Regions from separate parts of the Mus musculus genome. Here region 2 is linked to region 1. The links are chromatin contacts, called in public Hi-C maps. All regions are on one chromosome and are shown on one strand. Each heading gives the region's core, a stretch centred on a gene start, on an enhancer-like site or on the middle of the called end of the contact. The rest is flanking DNA. Distances are from core to core; before and after follow the strand shown. Region 1 overlaps Clstn2 (calsyntenin 2). Region 2 holds the start of Clstn2 (calsyntenin 2).

Evidence for each region. Hi-C and Micro-C count contacts between places; a contact is called where the count stands out from the background.
Region 2: a contact with region 1 is called in a Hi-C map of cerebral cortex, with 2.1 times the contacts expected there. The contact joins the promoter of Clstn2 here to the enhancer-like site in region 1. A contact is called at or near these places in 3 of 484 Hi-C or Micro-C datasets (cerebral cortex, forebrain and olfactory sensory neurons) and 2 of 9 other capture datasets (adipose tissue and liver).

The regions. Positions count from the first base shown.
Region 1 is chr9:97,971,431-97,977,830 of GRCm38.p6, forward strand. The region is part of intron 1 of Clstn2 (calsyntenin 2); the gene reads right to left. Among named protein-coding and RNA genes, the nearest start is that of 4921534H16Rik, 29 kb to the right of the region's middle. Within about 2 kb of position 3,526, at least 10 of the 459 cell types and tissues checked have an H3K27ac peak or open chromatin away from gene starts, as enhancers often do. A contact at or near this core is called in cerebral cortex and olfactory sensory neurons, where this site is marked.
Region 2 is chr9:98,029,242-98,036,123 of GRCm38.p6, forward strand. It overlaps Clstn2 (calsyntenin 2), which reads right to left and starts at 3,926. Exons shown (of 18, transcript NM_022319.2): 1 at 3,620-3,926. The coding sequence starts at 3,734.

The DNA.
Region 1 (6,400 bases), core at 2,276-4,775:
AGTCAAGAAAATCTGATCAGCAATCAAAGAGAAAACACAGAAATAGACCCACAGATGACTCGGTTATTGGAGTTGCCAGATAAATACTCAAATAATTGTGATTGACAGATAATGGAAAATGAAGATGGAGGAAGGCAATAGACAACAGACATTGTAACTTATAAAAAATGTTTCAGAACAAAGAGTCTTATAGCCCAGACTTGCCACTAATTCCTTATGTAGTTTGAACTCCTGGTCCCCCTGCCTCCGCCTTCCCACACACTGTCATTGTAGGTCTGTGATACCATGCCAGGCCAAAACAAAGCATCTGGGTCTAAAAGATGCACTATATCAAGTTAAGAATTAAGCAAGATTATTTAACAGGAAAGCAGACATAGCAAAAGAAAAGTCAGCTCTCTATAAAAGCCATACAGGGAGGAGGGCAAAATGAAGGGATGAAAGAGCAAAGATCAAAGTAGGTATGCAGGACAAAGAAAACTGTGCATACATGTGCTTACAGCCTGTGAGCTCACTGAGGTCTCTCAGAACTCTAAACAGGCTATTGGTCAATATGAAAGCTAGACAGGCAGTCAGAGTTTTGGAGCAGTTCTTCCTGGCTTATGGCCAAAGTAAGAGACGGTACAAACGGAAACACTGGGGAAAGAAGGAAGATAAGGAAGACCAAGAGGATCAAAATGGCTACTAACTAGAACAAGTGCCAGCCCACTGCTAGCCCCAGAGGTCACGTGGTGACAATAGCTCAACTCTGAGAGAGGTTTCTCCAAGTCATTTTCTGATGATGACCAAGAAGGGACACCCTGCAGACTCATGAGGCCCTGCACTTTCTATGAAGTCCCCAGCCTGATCCTCTCTATTTGGGTACCAAGTGTTTCACGGATCGAGATGGAGAAAATGAGCTTATGATTTTAATATTGATTATCTGAATTTTGATTGCGCTAGTTGTTAACTGCTAGGATTTCTCATGTTTACTAGTTTATAGTGAGTATTTAGTGAATTTATATGGTGTAGTAGGCACCCAAGTTAGTATTTCACCTGTATTCATCATTAATCACAGCATCCCGTAGTGAAAGGCATTACGTAAATATCTTCCTTGAGTCACCAGCTAACAAAGGTCTCTGGCAAGCCTCAGTTGAGCCAAAACACCAAGGTTCAGATCCCTCATAAAGAAAGATAGCTCTGCTGTTGGCCATCAGAAGCCCAAAGATGATACACTCCCCGCTGTGAGGCTCAAGAAGATAACTGTAGGAAATGCCTATCATGGAGACAGGCAGCTGTCAAAGCCTGCCACTAATTTACAAAAATCTCTGGAAAAGGAGGAGGAAGAGGAGGGGAGAGGCTGGAGGAAAGAAGAGAGTAAAGAGAGGAGGAGAAGAAGGAGCAGGAAGAGAGGGAGGGAGGAAGGAATATGGGTGAACCTGGGATCTGGAATCAAATATCCCACATATCTAAATCACATAGAGAGTGAAACAGGAACATTTACTTTGACTAATCTCTTCCTGTAGTTAAAAAAAAAAAGTTAAAAGAGTGATATAAGAGTCTTCCTCTAATTAGTGACTTCCCTTGTAGAGTCCCGGATCTTATTGAGGTGTGCCTCAAATGCTATCTTAACCAGTTCCCGTCATCTGTCAAGTCTGAGGCCCTCAAGCCAGCTTCACCATCTCTAGACAAGCAGAAACTCACAGGGCCCATCTGAAGCACCAATACAGCTTTACAGAGCTGGGGCATCCAAGTTCAGGAGACTTCTTCCCATCTCCAGTTTCTCCAAGAGTCAGAAACTTCAGACTTCTCAGCTCACCACTCAGAGGCTGCCCACGTAGCTGATGCCTAGAGACAACACTTTTCCTAAGACAATATGTCTGTCTCCAGACTGGGCAGGCCAGGCAGACAGCCAGACATATGGAGTTATTGAAGGACTCAGAGGACAGACAGACAGACAGACAGACAGACACACACACACACACATGCATGCATTCACACATGTACACTGGCATACACACACATGCAAACATGCATACAGACAAGTGCATATGCATACACACATGCATGCACGCACGCATGCATATATGCACACATATATACATGCACTCATACACATCATAACATCTGGAGAAAGAAGCTAGTCTGACACTCTCACCATCAGAAGTAATCTCATTCTAAACTTTACATCAAGGTCCCCACCCCCAGAAGCCATATGCTTTCCTCATTAAAGTTAAAAATCTTTGTTCATCAAAAGATGATTTGAAGAAAAGGTATAAGCCACTACATGAAAGAATAGCTGAGAAATGACCAAAGAGTTAGTACTGTGTGTATGTATGTGTGTGTGAAACAAAGATATAAACCACACAATAGAAAGCTAGCAATAGAGATGACCAGGCATTTATACACTGGAAGATATGTCAGCTACAACATATGAATACATGCCAGGCCACTGTGGCAACTAAGAAGCTGAAAAGCAACAACCCTGAGGCTTCATGATAAATTCACTCAAACTGAACAACAACAACAACAAAAATAAATAAATAAATAAATAAATAAATAAATAAACTACAGAGTCTGACCATACTCAGTATTTGTGAGATCTCAGTTTACCAGGGATACTTTCCACGCTGCCAGGTAGAGGACAAAATGATAACAAATGCTTGGAGAAATGGTGACACTACCTGATAAGTATGTACTGCTGCCACTGTGAAGACCCATCCACAGCAGAACAGACAAGTGTAGGGTGATCATTTTACACACTGGGGTGTTACACAGCTGCACACAGTAACATCTTAACACTGTCTAGAAACATATCCAGAAGACAACATCTAATAAGACAATGCCTCTAAAGTTTAGTTCAATGAAAAATAAGCAATCTGAGGGGGGGGGGGATAGGTACTATATGTGCTAAGAGCTTTTTGTAAATAAGGGAATACCATAATTATAACCTTCAGCATCAGTCATATCCATGCCACACAGGATGCAGAGGTCTACGTGGCTAGAAGAAAGCTTCACCCTAGTACTCCTGGCTGGAGTTCATGTGTCCATCAGGATTTAGTTAATAAATAACAAAGGGTTCATGATAGGAGCATATCGTTACAAAGAACTCTTATGGACCTGGGTTCATCTAAGTTTTAATAAAATGTCTAAAATACAGGTACAACAATGCCATCTATACCAAGTCCATGTCTACTCTCTGCATGGCTTCAGGCTGAGACTACAGTTAGAGAGTCTCTATCCAGCTTTTAGATTTAAACACAGCAGATGGACGTGCAACCCTCTCAACAATGCAGTCGCTTTCCATGGCCATGACCCTGGCCATAAAACAACCAATATGTTAAAAATAAAACTCCTCCCAGGCTCAACTATAGTCACACTAGACAAAGCACCAGAACCCAGGATGAGCTCTGCACACAGACGCTGGGCTGGGATTCCCAAGTATGCAGACAAGTTAGAGATCCCAGGCAAAGGAAGAAGGGAAGAGTGGGCTGAGGAAATGGGATGCACTGCGAGGCCACCATATGGTTCCTGCTGGAGAGAGAGCCCTGGGCACTCCCTGCTATGTGAGGCTCCCTGTCTGCCCACACTGGTTCTTGAAAGAAAGAGAAGATGAGAACAGACAACAGCGTATTTAAGTTGACGTGTGGGAAATATGCTACGCCGTGAGGTGTGGAGGCTGGGAATGGAAACCAATTTCCCAAAGAAATATCTCTCTTCGTGGATGACGGGGTCATTTGAGGTCCCTCGGGGAAAATTGGATGTTGGGAGCTCAGGAGGAAATGTGATTCCTCTGGTGCCTCCTTGAATGCTCCCAGCAGACAGGCCCTGCCTAACAGATGATGCCAGAGCAAACCAGAAGGCGTAGCCAAAATCAGCATCCTCCAAGCCTCCACTGGCTCCCGAGGCTTGTGTGTAAGCGGGTGCTACATCTCGGATAATCATCCTGCAAATGCCAGGGAGATAAAGGCATCATACCAGGGATGTATGGCTCTTGCTTTTGCTTCAAAACCAACGTGCTTTGAGCCTTAGGCCTGAGTCATTTAAGAGAAACACTGGGATTTTAAAGAGGGTGAGGAAGTGGGAGAAATAGAAGGGGGGGAGATGCTCCTTTTCATCTTAACACTCATATATTTATTGTAAGTGTGTGTTTGTTGGGGAGGGGGTAGCATGCGTTAAGGACACCACATAGCGGTCAGAAGACAACCTGTGGGTTCTCTCATTCTCCCACGTGCATCCCTGGGAACAATTCCTCTTTACTCACTGAGCCATCATGCCAGCCCCCCATTGTCATCCCAGTAGATGCTATTGATTTCTTCATGAGGCTTGCCAGTTCAAGAGGCCGATGTAAGAAACAGAAAATATGAAACAGGAGGGAAGAATACACCTGGGGTTAAATGCTATGTAAGCACCAAGCAGGAGCAGGGGCTGGGCAGGGGCAGCAAAGGGACAAAGGGACACATTCTTCTGAGGGGTTTGCTTACATCCTAGACTCTCACATCAGATGAGAATAATAAATGCATTAATACCGCACACCAAGTGTCTACATTTGGATGAATGAAAAAGGGATTGCCCTCTATGGGGCCAAAGGCTCCAGAGTGAGCACTGAGTCAGAAATTAGATCAGACAAAGGCTTCAAGACTCAGTGTCCTCATCTGTCAAATGGGTGTCATGCCTACCAAGATTTTTATGAGAGGCAAACAATAAAACCCTCTCAGAATAAGGAAAGCTGTAGCTAGACACGGAGCCAGCTCCACAGAAACGGAAGCATGCGAGTGAGCTGCCCTTGCTTATGGATAGATGCATGTCCATCTAGGAAGGCACAGCAACCTATGAGTGAGCTTTGCTCTCCACTCCCAAATCGGGTGGCTATAGAGTGTGTGACCACAGGGACATTGTCCATCTTCACCATGTGAAGATCCCATCACAGGTGTCCTGCAGGTTAAGTCAGAGGAGCACTGCAGCAAGCACCCAGATGGACTAGACTAGGCTGGCCCTAATTCCACAAGTTCACCGTGCAATTCGCAAATCTCCATGTGGGGCACCCTCCTACTCACCACTCCGTCATCATGTACTTTCTCTGATTTCTTTCCACTGCCCAGATGAGGAAACAGAGGTGTCAACTGACCCAAAGCAACATAACTAGTTTATGCTAAATTAAGACTCCATGGGTGACTGTTCACAAAGCCCACAGCTGTGCCCATTAATCAAAACAACAGTCAAGAAATGCAAGCCTGGTTTATGAGGTTTTCTTTGGGTGTATAATTCTGGTGTATATACTTTTGGAGCAAAAATCCCTTCAGGAAAAGGCATGCCAGGCATTAAGATAAGGTCTTGATACCACAGAGTCACGCCTAAAGAAAGAAGAACATCAGAGAAGCTGCCAGTGCACCAGGAGAGTGCCAGCTCAGGTGAGCTTGGCACAGCTGACTTGACCTTCCTGCTAGGGCACCTCAGCCACCATTCCTCAAACCCATCATCTCTCAGGAGAGACGGGCAGAAGACTGCCCACTAGAAGGATCCATTCTTTATTCTCAGAAGATTCCATTATGATTCTGTCTCACCTCTCCATCCTTACAATTCGCTGCACCTCAAAGCTCCTGTTTCTAGCGTCTCATGTCTCATTGTCGCACAAACCTCCATGCTGTGAGCCCCTTCAAAATTGTTGTCTCTACAATGTCCACTTGTCAAAAAAGTTTTGCTCCAAGGTGCATTCTCCCCATGACCATCTTCAAGCCTCTGATATCAGGGATGTTGTCTTCCTGTGGGAGACCATCTTCTGCTATCACTACACACAGGTGACCACATTCCCAGCCCAGGTGTCACATAAAGCCATCTCAGCTCATGAACAGACCTACACAGAGATGGTTATGTTTCTGTAACATCAATTACAGACAGGGTGGCACTCCAAGCCTCCATTGCACTCACCACACAAATTATGAACTGTTTCAGCCAGTGTTGAATTTCCATCATTCGCACCTGGTACAATCTAACCTAACTTCCTCACAAGACCTAGAAGAGCATAACACAGTGCACACACAATAAATATTCAATTAAATCCAGCAATTCTACGGCCTCCAAAATACAGCTTGCCACCAGCTGATGTCCCTGCTCAGTCCCAACTGCTCATCACTCCCATTCCTAGGGAGCTACTGTGATGAGACACTTATTGTCTTCTAGCTTTCCCAGGAGCACTTCTGATTAAAGCAATATTAAACAGTAATAACTGTCTTATCGTTTTATGGCAATGCCCATGATCACATAAATAAGCATTTTATATCCAATTAACATTTTATATTTATTCAACCCTAAAACAATCTAGCATTTTTATTAATCAAATAAAATAGCATTTAATAGATACGGTTGTTTTAGTCTCTGAAATTAGCTGCATATAAAGTAGCACTACATCCAATTATGCAATATA
Region 2 (6,882 bases), core at 2,676-5,175, 58 kb after region 1:
AATAATTGGGCCAAGATTCAAAATCAACTTTCTCTGGCAGCTACACTCAAATGTTACTTCACAGGACAAGAGAAAAATCAAAAATGTCTATGTCAAAAAAGGAGGGGGGTACAATCCAGGACTGCATTCAGGTGTGCACACTAAGCCAAACACTACTGGCTGCGCATTGCACAACTCAAGGCCAGCCCAAGCAATACAGAGAAGCCCTGAACACCCACAGATCAGTCTGCGATCAGGCAAGGAAACATAGGCATGACTTGCTAGGAGGGGCCATCCCAGGAAGGTTCCTAGAGAAGATCATGCCCCCTTGTGACCACACTTGGGTGATAATGATAATAAAGCTGACCATAAGAGCAGAGGTGACTAGGGACAACTGCAGGTGAGAGTAAACTCTAGTTCGATGCTGAGAAATATGTTGGGCCCTTGTGTTTGAGCTGCAGCGGCAACTTTATGGCCCCTTTAAGAGCCACGTGCTACTTGCCCAAGATGATTGAGGACAATTCCCTGCAGGAGTGCACATCACCCTTTAGGGCAGGGGCTGCCATATGCAATATTGTGCAGTCCTCAAAAGTGGTTTTCAGTCTGTGGATGAAAGGATAGTGCGGCTTCCTTGATCAAGAACACTGGTTCCCACAGGTACAAGCAACTTCTGATTTCTGCCTCACACACAGGCCTGCTTTACGTACGTGCTCACCAGGTGAGCCTGTAGTAACTGATGCTCTATACGCAAGGGCTGTGCTGAGCGATCTCTATCCCTGCAGTCTGGCACCTAGGAAGAGAATGCATACTGAGTCCTTGAGGTTATAAGGTCACTGGCATTTTATTAAACGTAACATAAACCTTCAGGTGACTTCTGGAGCTCATCGTCTTTCTCTGATACATTGTGCCTTTCTCTAGAATAATTCCCAAGCATTGTTCATAGTGTGTGTGTGTGTGTGTGTGTGTGTGTGTGTGTGTGTGTATAGGAATCCAAGAAGGGCTTGTTTTTATGTGTATCCTAAGCATAGGAAGATGAGGAAGCAGTTTTAACTGCCCGGCTACTTTATTCATGTCTGCTTCTGGAACATGGCTGCACTGGAAGCTCAACCTTAGGTGGAAAACCCCAGCAGTGGTCAGGAGTTAGCTTCTAGGTCCCCTGCAGCAAGAAGTAAGAAATGCAAAAGCAGAACACACTGGTATTCAGATGTGCCACCTCACAGGAATTTGAGACCAGCAGAACACCTGTAAAAAGTTATTTAGAGGGTGTGTCCAACTCACAAGGTCTGTACCCCTCAGCTAAGGCATCGTCATGCACACTCCTGGTTGTCTTCTTTCTACCCGTGAACTCGGAAGTGCACTGAGAAAGACAGCTGTCTCTCTGTTCAGTCTCTCTCAAGGGCCCTCCTGAGTCTTCTCCTTTTTAACGATGGGAATAGAAATGATAGAAGCCTTACAAAACAGCGCTATCAGAGGCAGTGTGTGTTACGTGCAAAACTCAGTTTTATTGTTCCTCCCAAATAGTCCTCAGGGGTTGTACAATTTAGAAATGTAAACTTCAAGTGCACTGAAATAAAGAAAGTCTGACCTGTAAATGTTAAATAAACTGTTATAATAAATGTGTCTGTTGTGACCAAATAGTCCTTGTTTCGAAATAAATAAATTAAATAAATAAATAAATAAATAAATAAATGGTGCTCTTTGCAGCCCCCTTGTGGCTTGAAGGGGAAAGACAAGGAGAATCCAGAGTAGCTCCTATTCTCAAGGCCAATAAAACTTTTAGAGTAGAATGACAAATAGCTTTAAATGTGAAATGGATATATTCTAAGGGAAGAAAATTACGGATTTAAATTATTTTATATACAATTATTTACATAATCTAGACCTGTGGAAGCCTGCATTTGTTGTGGCTTTTTGTTCTCTCCCTCTCCTCTCATTTCCCATTCTTGGCAAACTCAGCAAGGTGTTACAGGAGGGGCTCTCTTCCCAAATTACTCCTTCTCTAATCCTTACTCACCGTGAGCTCCCCTGAAAGGATGAAATCTGCCTACCTGTCAAAGTGTCCGTACTGGAAGAACAGACTGTTCGGACGCTCGGTTTCTATCCTTATTTTCACCAGAACAACAGCAACAGCATAGTACATTGGTCCCTTCATACAGACAACCTTTTACCATACCACTTTTAAAAAGACATTTTCATGATGAATTTTTCTGTCTTCTCAAAAAAAGAAAAAAAGAAAGAAAGAAAAAAGGAAGAAAGAAAGAAAGAAAGAAAGGAAGAAAGAAAGAAAGGGAAAAAGAAACTCCTTGAGGAAGAGGAGAGGTACGTGTTAGAAAGACACCTGTGCATAAAATCTTTTCCATTTTATGTCACCAGAAATCAATAGATTAAAAAGAATAGGAGCACCTCTTTTCCCAAATTTATCACTTGCAAATGTCAGGAGAGGCCGCTCTCAAAGTCCAGACAAGGCAAATGGAATGGCCTGCTTCCCCAATTGCCCTGTCTCCGGAGAGATCCAGGCTGCTGTGCTTTTCATACCAGCTCAGCCAACAAACCTCTAAATCAAGCTGTCTCTACTTGGGAATCTTTTTCCAACAAGGACAAAAACTCTGTTTTCAAAATATCGCCAGACAGAATTCCAAGGACCATATGTCACCCGTTCACCTGGCAGAAATCAAAAGCACGCCCTCCTCGTCAACAGTGCAGAGAATCAACAAGTTACCACTTAAGCCAAACGCTCCATCCTGCAATCTGCTACAGTCTCCCTGAGCCCACCATCATCCACCCCAATTGGGCTCCTGCGATGCTTCCCAGCTTTTGGCTACCGCGTGACCTTCTGTTCCAGACCCGCCCTCCAGATGCAGGCTCCCCAACCTGCGCTTCTCCCAGCGCTCCCAGACAGCTGTCAAAGTCTGGGGCTTGCGGGCTTCAGGTTCCCCTGATAACGCCAGCGTTCAGGAGAATCTTAGAGGATTAGAGAGGTCAAGATCAACTATAAAGACCAGAGAGGAGCTCTAGGCTCGGAGGCTCGGTCCTCCGAAGAAAAGCAGAGTGTGAGCCGCAGTAGCAACCATCACATCCCGCGCTTCTTCCGGACTCTGCCCATCTTGAGGGCGTGAGTTCCCAGGGGAGCCAGAGCCCGCGCTGCGGAGGAGCAGGAGGAGCGCCTGGGTGCGGGCAAGGCTTTCAGGAGCCTACAAGTTCCCACGCCATCCTCAAGCTGGAGTGCCAGTCCAGCTCGTCTCGCTGCTTTGAAGACGCCCCTGGTTCTTGCCCCCAAAGCAGAAGCAGACAGACACCTGCTTCACCCACTCCCCAGCCCCCGCTACAGCGCCCATGTCCTGCCTTGCTCAAAGCATCCCTGAGCCAAGCCCCGCGATGCTCCCACCCCAGCACACAGGGCCCCCAAAGTTCTCTATACTCCATAGACCTCCCCTTCTCCTTGGCGCCTGGACCCCGCCCAGAGGTTGGGCTGGAGAACCTCTTGGGTCCACAGTTTAGGGCGCACACTTCGAGGACGGTGCGCGCAGAAGCCGAAGCTGCCACAAGAAAGGGCGGGTGTTAGACGAGTAAGTCCAGGGTCTGCACCCTCGAGCCCGCCCTGCTTCCTTCCAGAAGAGGAACAAACTTCCCCAGCACCCACCTTTCGCCACGAGGAGGCGGCGCCGCCGGCTGTCTCCGCCGTCTCCACTGCCGCCGCCGCTCCCTACGCCCAGCGCCAGCAGGAGCGGCACCAAGCACAGCCTCCCCGGCAGCATCCTCGCCGCCTGAGCCGCCACCGAGCTGCAGCCGCCGCCTCCTACCGCTCGCGCCGGCCTCGCCTGCCGGTGTCCGCTGGCGTCCGCTGGTGTCCGCCGGTGCCTGCCGCGCCGCCTCCCTGGAGCTGCCGGGTGCGCTTCTGGAGCCGCCGCCGCCGCCCTCACTCACCGCCTCCGCTGCCCTTCGCCGCGTCGCTCGCTCTCCCGCAACAGCAGCACTCACTGGCGCGGACCCGGAGCGGCTCCAGCGCTCACCCCGGGACGGCCCGTGACGTCACGGAGGGAGGGAGGTGGCTCGTGCATATTCATGAGACGCGGACATCGGCGCGGGGTTGCGCGCTCCCCCGCCTCGCAGCTCCGGCCCCCAACTTTCCACAGCCATCCCCTATGCCGCTCGCTCGCGTGATCCGACTCGGTCAGGCGCCGGTTCCGGCGGGTGGAACCCATGCGGGAGGCTCCAGGGGAGCCTTAGGGCCTGGCGTCCCCCCCTGCGGCTCTCCAAACTGCAGCCCCGAGGCACTGCGAGCGCCACAACCAAGTGATCGCCCGAGGACCTTCTGTAAAGATGCAGGCGACCCTACTGTGATGCGCCCTTTGAACCGACATCCCTGCGGAGGGGCCAGGATGCTGTCTCTGTGGACCCTGCCCTTGGATATGGTCTAGGGATGGACGCTCTATGCCGCCTGGTCTGGGGAGGGCGCCAGGCGCTCACTAGAGCTGCAAAAGGCCACTGCCTCTAGGAGTTGTAGGGCAGAGATCACTTAGGACCTGCGTAGCAATGCCCGGGCTCTGTGCCATCTCAGTGAAGCAGGCACAGCCACTGCTAGAGTCAAAAGGACTAGCTAAAGTCAGAAAAGGCAACTGTCAGTCTTCAGTGGGAAGCACATTCAAACTTCTCCCTCAGAAGTTGCCACCTTTACATTGTCACTACCTAGGTAAGAGTATGCCATTTGGTATCATGCCTTCTAAAATCTCAAGCCAAGGAACACTGTCTCTGGAGGTGGGGTTCATATAGTTCTCCACCACAATACACCCCCAACCACCATCAGGCTGCCAAAGGATCAAGAAGGTTCCCAGTAAAATCAACTAACCGCTCGGAAGAAATCACTATATTTCCATAGATGTACTATTTTCTCACGATCCAAGGGTCATGTGCAGTTGAGAAATGAGGCAAAAAAAAAAAAAAAAAAAACCAAAAAACAAAAAAAAAACAAAAAACACAGAAACAAACAAAATTATCCTTTCATTCATCATCCCGTTCAAGACATTTCCTGAGCACTAAATGATTGTGGATGCCCCGTTAGGCAATGAAGGACACAAGGTCTTTGTCCCTCTTGGAGAAGCCAAAGGGGATGAAAGCAGTTAAAGTCCCCCGCTTTATGGTCCTGCACATTCTTTATGTTGCTCGATATGAGCCTGTACAAATCAATTAGCCAAATGTGTATATTGCAACACTGACTGAACAGCATCTCATAATTAATAAGTGTAGTTCGGAGTACTCAACCAAGCCATAAAATACATTAAGAGCCTTCTGCTGCCCAGCCTCCCTGTGTGGTCCTGGCAGCACACTGGGAGACTGTGGTGTTAAAAACAAACTTCAACATTTGAGACCTCAAGAGGTGCTCAACAGCTGCAAATCCTGGTGGCTGCAGGGGACTCAGCTCTTTGGCCAGCAGGTCCCCTTTAGTCCATGAAGCAACACCTGTGCTATTGTTCTTGTTTCTGGAGTAAGGTCACTCCTTTACCCAAGGTAAAGAGCTACCAAGTTCCAAGCCAACATCAAGAGACCTCTCACCCTTCTCAGATTTTAAAGTTATAATCCAGAAGGAGGTAGATGCTGACCATGCAAAGTCAGAGAAGCCAGTGAATGAGAGAAATGTAAAATCGACCCATTTTTTTATCCTTTGTGCTCCATCCCATTTGGCTGATATTTACCCCCCTTGTTTACTCAGACAAGAACCTCCTTACTGACTGAACATCATCCCTGGAGGTCCTTAAGCTAACTGTTGTTAAAGTCATCTGGTCCCAAGTATTTGACATGAAGTTTCAAATTCAGACCAAATAATGAGAAGCAGAACAGAGAATGAAAAGAAGCAGAACAGAGAATTATAAAACATCCCCAAGAAAGAAATGGCCAGGAAAGAACATCACAGAGAAACACAGTAGGGAAAGGGCGCTTACCAACAGGTGCAGCACGTCTCTCATCCTTCGCTTCTTGTGAAGGAGGATGAGAGTGTCTGCTAGATTAAGCTCTGCAGTAGCCTCTGTTTAGTCATGGTTCTCTGGAGCTGTTCCCTTGGATGGCGCTCTCCCACTCCGGCTTTTAGATTGGCTGTGTGGTTTGCTCTACCCCTGGACAGTAGCATTCTTGATTTTTTTTTTCTTTCTTGGACACCTGCCTGTCATAAGAAGAAACTCAGGCTAAACCTGCAGGAGAGTCAGAGACATTGGTGTACGCTGATACGACATCCCTGAGATGTTCCAGACAGCTAATGCTACTTTAACCTGATCAGCACAAATAACCCACACGTTGACCACAGACACATGAACAAGCTCAGGCAGGATCAGCCAAGCTGGGCACACATCAGAACTGTCCAGCTGACAATTAAAAAAATATAAATGGTTGTTCCATTAAGTCACTGTGTTTGGGAGTAATTGATTAGGCAATACTATATCCACTGCATTAAGGTCATTACAAGAAGTGAAAAATGAATATGAGGCACTCAATATGCTGTGCGTGGTCAATGCTTAATAAATGCAAAAATGTCCCCATCTTTACCTACTTTAAGGCCATGGAATGCCCGTTGAACCATGATTTGGCTTGCTTGGGTAGGGGAAAGACCAAATGGGTTAGAGTAAATGTATCTTAAAAATACTCAGACCACAAGAACTTCTAGGCATGCTCTCTGTACATATCGTGCACCACTATTCAGTACATGTCGGCTGGTACACTCCAGATACAAGGATTGTATCAAGCAGCCCAGCAACCAATGGACCCTATTCCCTCATGTTGGACTGGGTAATGGGGGTGGTATATTTCCTGGCTTCTTTAATTCTTGCAACAGCAGTAGCTATTTTCTACTTTATTGTGATCGGATTTCTACCTCCCAAAGTTTGAATAACACATCAACATTCACATAATTGAGCA